2 separate regions of the Mus musculus genome follow, and region 1 is linked to region 2. The links are chromatin contacts, called in public Micro-C maps. All regions are on one chromosome and are shown on one strand. The core of a region is the stretch at or near the end of the contact, and the rest is flanking DNA. Distances in the headings are between cores, read along the strand shown. Region 1 overlaps Scg5 (secretogranin V). Region 2 overlaps Fmn1 (formin 1).

Evidence for each region. A called contact is a pair of places that touch in the nucleus more often than the background predicts.
Region 1: a Micro-C map of granulosa cells shows a contact between it and region 2, with 4 times the contacts expected there. The contact joins two enhancer-like sites. A contact is called at or near these places in 14 of 39 promoter capture datasets (the C10 cell line, the HPC-7 cell line, cranial neural crest and 9 more), 7 of 15 datasets of contacts at CTCF or cohesin (the G1E-ER4 cell line, the NIH/3T3 cell line, hippocampal excitatory neurons and 3 more), 148 of 484 Hi-C or Micro-C datasets (the 3T3-L1 cell line, the AML12 cell line, the AtT-20 cell line and 78 more), 15 of 115 datasets of contacts at active chromatin or transcription factors (the NIH/3T3 cell line, PVALB interneurons, astrocytes and 10 more) and 2 of 9 other capture datasets (embryonic stem cells and embryonic tail).

The regions. Positions count from the first base shown.
Region 1 is chr2:113,804,382-113,807,529 of GRCm38.p6, forward strand. All of the region lies in intron 2 of Scg5 (secretogranin V), which reads right to left. Among named protein-coding and RNA genes, the nearest start is that of Scg5, 23 kb to the right of the region's middle. Within about 2 kb of position 1,625, at least 24 of the 459 cell types and tissues checked have an H3K27ac peak or open chromatin away from gene starts, as enhancers often do. A contact at or near this core is called in the HL-1 cell line and granulosa cells, where this site is marked.
Region 2 is chr2:113,501,343-113,504,568 of GRCm38.p6, forward strand. The region is part of intron 5 of Fmn1 (formin 1); the gene reads left to right. Among named protein-coding and RNA genes, the nearest start is that of Gm13963, 110 kb to the left of the region's middle. Within about 2 kb of position 1,864, at least 4 of the 459 cell types and tissues checked have an H3K27ac peak or open chromatin away from gene starts, as enhancers often do. A contact at or near this core is called in the HL-1 cell line and granulosa cells, where this site is marked.

The DNA.
Region 1 (3,148 bases), core at 375-2,874, 300 kb after region 2:
AAGCAGACACGAAAGTAAATAAATATGCCTGGACAATGGCAAACTGCAGCGTGACAGAGTATCTATGTAGGAGACAAGTATCCAGAAGGTTCCACTCTGTCTCTACTAGCATCTTTTACCATCTGCCTACTGGAAAATACCTAACAGAAAGCAGAGTTGCTTTCTATAGGCTGATGCACAGGTTGTTTGCATTATATGGGGTATGGTTGAGGTTTTAGAGTTATTCAATATTACTGTGAGTATTGACATATGAATGTGTGTATGTATAACGTCTCTGTGGACTCTGTTTCCTTCTTCCAAATTCATATGGGTCCTGAGGATCAAACACAGGTCTCCTGGCTTGCACAGCAATATGCTTTACCTGCTGAGCCACTTCATGGGCCCTTGTAGTTATTGTTTTTAAAGCAATAGTTTTGCCTCATTCCCCAAGACCAACTAATTATTATAAGATTCAAAATCCCTATTGAACGTGGCTTTTTCTGCTTTTCTATAGAGAGGATTTCTTAATGGCTCATACAGGATGGATTTGTTAAGTTTTAGAATTACCCAGGAAGTACTCCTGAAGATGTCTACAATCTGCATGTCAAAACAGAGAATGATACCCAAGTGATGGGATTGGTCACAGCACCAGAAATGGACATGTGCACCTCAGAACCACAGGCTCTGGGGCCCTCTGGGTTGCCCTTCATGGAGATGTTGTGAGTCCTCTGTAGTTTCCAAGCTCCTCTCCACCCCCGTGCTCATTTCTGAGGAACACCAAATCTGGCATCCAAGCTGATGCATCTGCAATGGCCAGACACATGGTCCCTTGTCAGGTCTCCCTGCCATCCGAGGGCATCTGAGGAAAGGAAACCAGCACTGCAGCATTTACCTAATGGGACTCCACTCCACAATTCTGACTGCCCTCTTCCTCACAGAAACTCAGCAGAGCCAGACCCAACAATGAAAAGGAATGAGGCAAATAACCAAGTTCTCCTGAGCCTGGAATTATCTCTACTCCCAAGTTGTACCATTTGGAAAGCGGCAGACAACAGGGTAGAAACAAAGGAAGAAAGTCTAATGCTGAGGTCACCACTTAACAGAATGGGTGAACGTGTTGTTTTCTAGAATGATGTTGGGACAGATTACTGGGTGTGCATTTGTCCTATTATTTCAGGGACATCAGGCACACTTTGAGGAAAGGCCACCCTGGTCATACATCTTCCTTCTGTTCACTTCAGGACAGTGATGTGGACTTAAGGGACTCCACCCGTGACACAGAACTTCAAAAATTTGTGTAAATCTTGAGCCTGTTCTCACCCCTCAATGCTAAATGGCTTTATCCATGCTGATCTCCCCTTTGGACAAAGCACTCAGAAGAAGAATAACTGTGAAAGATTCTCCGAGAACAAACTGAGACGTGGGTAGCTGGGAAGGAAGCTGGCCTCACCCTCTACCTGGGCTTCAGTACCACACATCCTGAGTGAGGCAGCCCTTTCCAGACCTCATTGCTCTCTTTGGTATTCCTCACATGGAACACGTGTTCAGTACCCGTCTATTTCTAGGGCTGTCTTTATTCCATGAGAGAAGAGGGTTATGAAATACTTCCCAGTATACCAGCTGTCGTTTCTACAAACAGGTCTATTCCAGTCTACAAAGTCCTAGCAGTAGTCTGACAGGGAAGTTGAATGCAGTCCCTCATTGCATGCACAATGAGTGTGGCTATTTCAAAGGCCTTGCAGCCATTACCATTATTTTCCAATTGCATGTGCATGGGTGTTTTGACTTCATGCAGTCTATACATCATGCGTCTGTCTGATGCCTGTGGAGTTCAGAAAAGGGCACTGGGTTCCCTGGATCTGTAATTAGAGAGAGTTGTAAGGTGTCATGTGGGTGCTCAGAATCCAACCTTGGTCCTCTGGAATAGCAGTCAGTGTTCTTAACCACTGAGCCATCTGTTCCAGCCCTTTTGAAATATGAGTTTGTATTGCTTTTCTTAACACGGGTTTCCAAGTTGCACAAGACTCAGGCCCCGAGGAACTTGACGCTGCTCTCTGATGTTCCTACAGTCATCGATGATTTCTTCAGATGCCATTATTTCAACTCAGACCCATTCAGCACAAATATTTACAGATCCACTAGGTCTGTAGCCATGGAGAAATGAGAACTCAATTCTGAAAAGTTAGAGTGATTGGATCTGATTCTTTTGATCCCAAGGAAGGGAGTGGGAAAAGGGTGGGCAAAGGAAGAAAAGAGGAAGCAGAGAGCCGTGCCTCCCAGATCCACAGTTGACCTTCCATCAACAGCTGTCATAGGCCCTCCTTCAGCAAAGAATGTCAGCTCTTCAGACTCAATTTTCTATGAAACGCGCGTGGTGGGTGGATAGGAAGTTCCCAGACGTCCCACTCTGACCCTTGATTCTGTCGCATGCATCGGTTTGCTTTATTGTGGCACTTCTCACTGGAGTCTCAGAACAGCCTCGGGCACCAGCCAGTGGAATTTTCTGGTGAGCCTCAGGCATCAGACTGAGCACTCTTCCTGCTACGCTGGGCTGAGATCCTTGCCAGCCGAGCAGTAAGTCAGGCTGATGTCATTAGTTTTGATGGCCTTCAGATATGTCCTGTTGTCAGGCTAAGTCAAGGAGGAGCGCTTGATAGTAAGCAGCGTCTCGGCCTGCTCAGGGACAGGGGCTGAAGCTGGAGTTGGCACCGCGGCTCACAGGGAAAGGCTTTCTTTCTCTGATGCCTCCATTTAAAACCTGGCTTTTTCCCCCCTCCAGATTGAGCCCCCCACTGCTGCCAGCTCGGTTGTCAGGGGGTCAGAGTTACTAATAAACAAGCGTCACCAGTTGTAGATACCCAGGGCACCAAACCCAAGCTGCTGGGAGGCCTGGGGCCCAGAAATCTTCCATCCTAGCATTCCCGGCTAAACAGTGAAGAACCATCATATTAAAAGGTCACTGTTTCAAGCAGACCTGAAAGTGCCCCTGTCTCCTGCCAGGAAGCCAGATGGGGCAGCACTGTCAGCCTAAAGCAACCAAATCCACATCACAAAGAACACCTACTGGAGGTTCCAGGTATGTAAAGTCACTGTGAAAGTAGGCCCAGGGGTAGAATTGAGATTAGTCAGTGCTCTTCCAGTACTGGGAAAGGGGAGAGGAGGTGGGAGA
Region 2 (3,226 bases), core at 614-3,113:
TATAGTTGAGATTAGGTTGTTTTAACAAAATTTGGAAGAAAAAGTGATCTTCTTGCCAATCCCTATAAAAATCAAAATTCTTTTCTTCCAAACACCTCAACCACCCTAACCAGTTTCATATGCTGTGTCAATACCGCGTTCAAGTGCATGCAACCAGAAAACCTTCTCCGGCTCTGATGCACAGTGCAGGAAAGGGGATGGTCCAACTTGGAATTCCTAGGAATCTAAATATTTAGAATGTGAGTGGTTTGTAATTGTTTAAGGCAGATAACTGGCATAGTCACTTGGCATAGTCACTTGGCCAGCTCATTTTCTCCTGAAGGGTAGGTACATGGTAGAAGACTGAGAAGTTATCGCTTGCAGCTGATACACCCATTTTATAAGACAGCAAAATGGCCATCATGTGGAACAGCATAGCTGTCATGTGCTTTGATGGAACCTGACAAGGCTGACCGTCTTTCCTTAGCTAGTTATTAACCTTCTTATGACATGTGAAGGAGTTACAGCTGGACTTTCAGGTAAGACTGCCCACATCTCTATACCCTGTTCACATGTGCAGCTATAAAGTCTAAGATGGGTTGTGGGGAGGAAAAAGAAATAGTAACCATCCATAATCCTCTGTCACAATAAATTTGAAATGATATCTAAACATTGGGCAGAATTAAGATATATGATGAAAACCTTCTGTACATTATACTTCAGTTTTGATCAGCTAGAAAATAAGACTTATTTAAATTCATGTCATCTACTTACTTAGGCTAAAAACTGGTCTTGTAGCAATTATCCTTTGAAAAAGTACAAATTACAGAGATGGGTATCAATCAGAATTAATAAAGTTTAATGAAGAGAGGAGGGAGGAAGGAGAATGTGGTTTGCCAATATTCCAGGAGAATAAAATCAAGTCAAAATGAGATCGGATCCCAAGTTCTTCTGACAGCGTCTTTCTAGGTTGGCATTTCATGTGAGTCTCAGTGTTCCAAGGATCACCAGCCATCTAGTAATCAAAGCCCGTGTTCTGCCAAATCCAACTTATTATCTTAACTGTTTAAGGCATCAAACACCCGAGGTTTATAAATATATAATTAAAGCCCCTACTTAAAAATAAACCTAGATGGGAGATTTACATTTTTTTCTTAATTCATGTTTATACAAAGAACAGATCTGTTTTTAAATAGTACATCAGTTCTCTTTGAGCTCAAATAAATTGGTGTGACACTTGGACAAAACCATTTCTAGAAACAATGGGTATTGACACCCCGTGGTCAAGAAACCCTTCCTGTGGAGTTTTAGAATTGTGCTGTTACTCAAAATGAACTGTTGTGTGGCCCCACTGCTGTCTGCAGGCTGGGTTGCTGTGGATTCACTTTAGAACTTGTATCCTACGAGTTCTAAACAGGCAAGGATCCTATATAAAGCAATCCAACTCAAGAAATATTTATGTCCTGTCTTAGATAAACCCCTAGATGTCCATGCTCTGGTAAACTAAATTACTTTTGTTCAGAAACTTAGAAATATTCTTTTCACTACAAAGGGAAAAACAAAACAAAACAAACAAAAAAAAAACCTCATCACTCACATTGTATTGCATACTGTGTTCACCATGGTGAAAAACACTGAGAAAAACAATTGAAAGTGACAAAAGATTTGTTTGGGCTCACAATTTTAAAAGTTCCTGGTAGGCCAGCTTTATTATTGTGGTCCCAAGGGTACGGTGGATCAAAGTAAGTCATCTCACAGTAGATGGGAAGCAGAGAAGCACAGGAAGGGACCAAAACAAGATACAGACCCTGAGGACATACCTGCAGCCTCCACCTAGACCTCATCTTCAAAGCTTCTAGGCCCTTCCTAATGCTGCCACACGGAAACCAAGGATTCAATAAGAGAACCAGGGCCGGGTAGATGAATTTCTTGTCCAAATCATAGCAGGTACTATGTCAAGGTTCTTTTTGTTATTCAAGGCATTTCTATGCCCATTTTCATCATTTTTTTGTGTGTGTTCTAATGAAAGAGAATTGGGAATTACAATAATCAGTGTGTGTGTGCGTGCACACACACATTTAAAATAGCTGAAGTATATTCATCAAAGTAAATACTTTCATTCTTTAAAGATGTTAGAAGAACAGTGTTCTGAAAATTCTTAAACAGAACTGTGGCATCTGTTCACAGTTATGGCAATATTTGGTGTACTGAAAAATGTTTATTTTGACCGATTCTGGGTCACTTCGTTTGTTGACTCTCTTCTGGGCCCTGTGTGTATTATATAATAATTCAGCTGGAGAGATCAGTAGACAAAACAAACTCAATGCTGTCTGTATGAGATGGACCTAGAACTTTGGACATCTGAGTGCTGGGATTTCATGCGATTTAGAGAAAAGATCATTGCCACCATCAGCTGTGTCCTTACCAGCTATGGGCTTGTTGTTCTTCATAAGGATGAGTCAGCTCCACATATAACAGCCCTTGCATGGGCCCTACTCAGTCATCACCCTCCCTTTTCCCTTTACTAAGTGAGTTCACTGCTCCCAAGCAAAGTAACTAGAAACTTCTCAGGACTGAGGACATAGAAAACTCTTCCTTAAGTCAGCAGTATATGCTCTAGGGGAACATAAGAGAATGAGAGAAAAAACATGACCTCAAGAAGTTGACACGTAGGTGAATGGTAGAATACAAGAGCATAGGAGGTAGAGTAGTCTTAGACATATCGAGAGGACCAAGATTCTAAAATCACCATAGAAATCTAAAGTTCCAAAGGAGAATGGGGGCCGGGGGGTGGGTGATATCTAGCAAGCTGGGCAATTTGAGACTGCCTTAAGCTATTTGTATGGGAATCTTCAGTACAGTGGCAGCCTAAGCTAGACCTTTGAGAAAGTATGCACAGGGGTTTGTAAACACCACAGGAATCTATATAGTCCTTTGTAGCAGTTATGAGTCCCAGGGTTATGTGTCTTGGTTTGTTCTTTCTTCCTTCTTTCCTTCCTTCTCTTCCTTTTTCCCTCCTTTCTTCCTTTCCCTTTTTTCCTCCTTTTTTCCTTCAAACACCTCCAAGGTAAAAAGAAACAAAAAATGCTTCAGAAAAATCTCAATAGAATGTGTTACCTGCATACAAGTTATCCTGGCTTGCTTGTTGCATGTACAGTACAACAGAAACATCCATCCTTGCCATGTACATATTGAATTTAATGTAAGTTGTATAGTAAAGAATGGATTTTATTTAGCCACAGTGTTT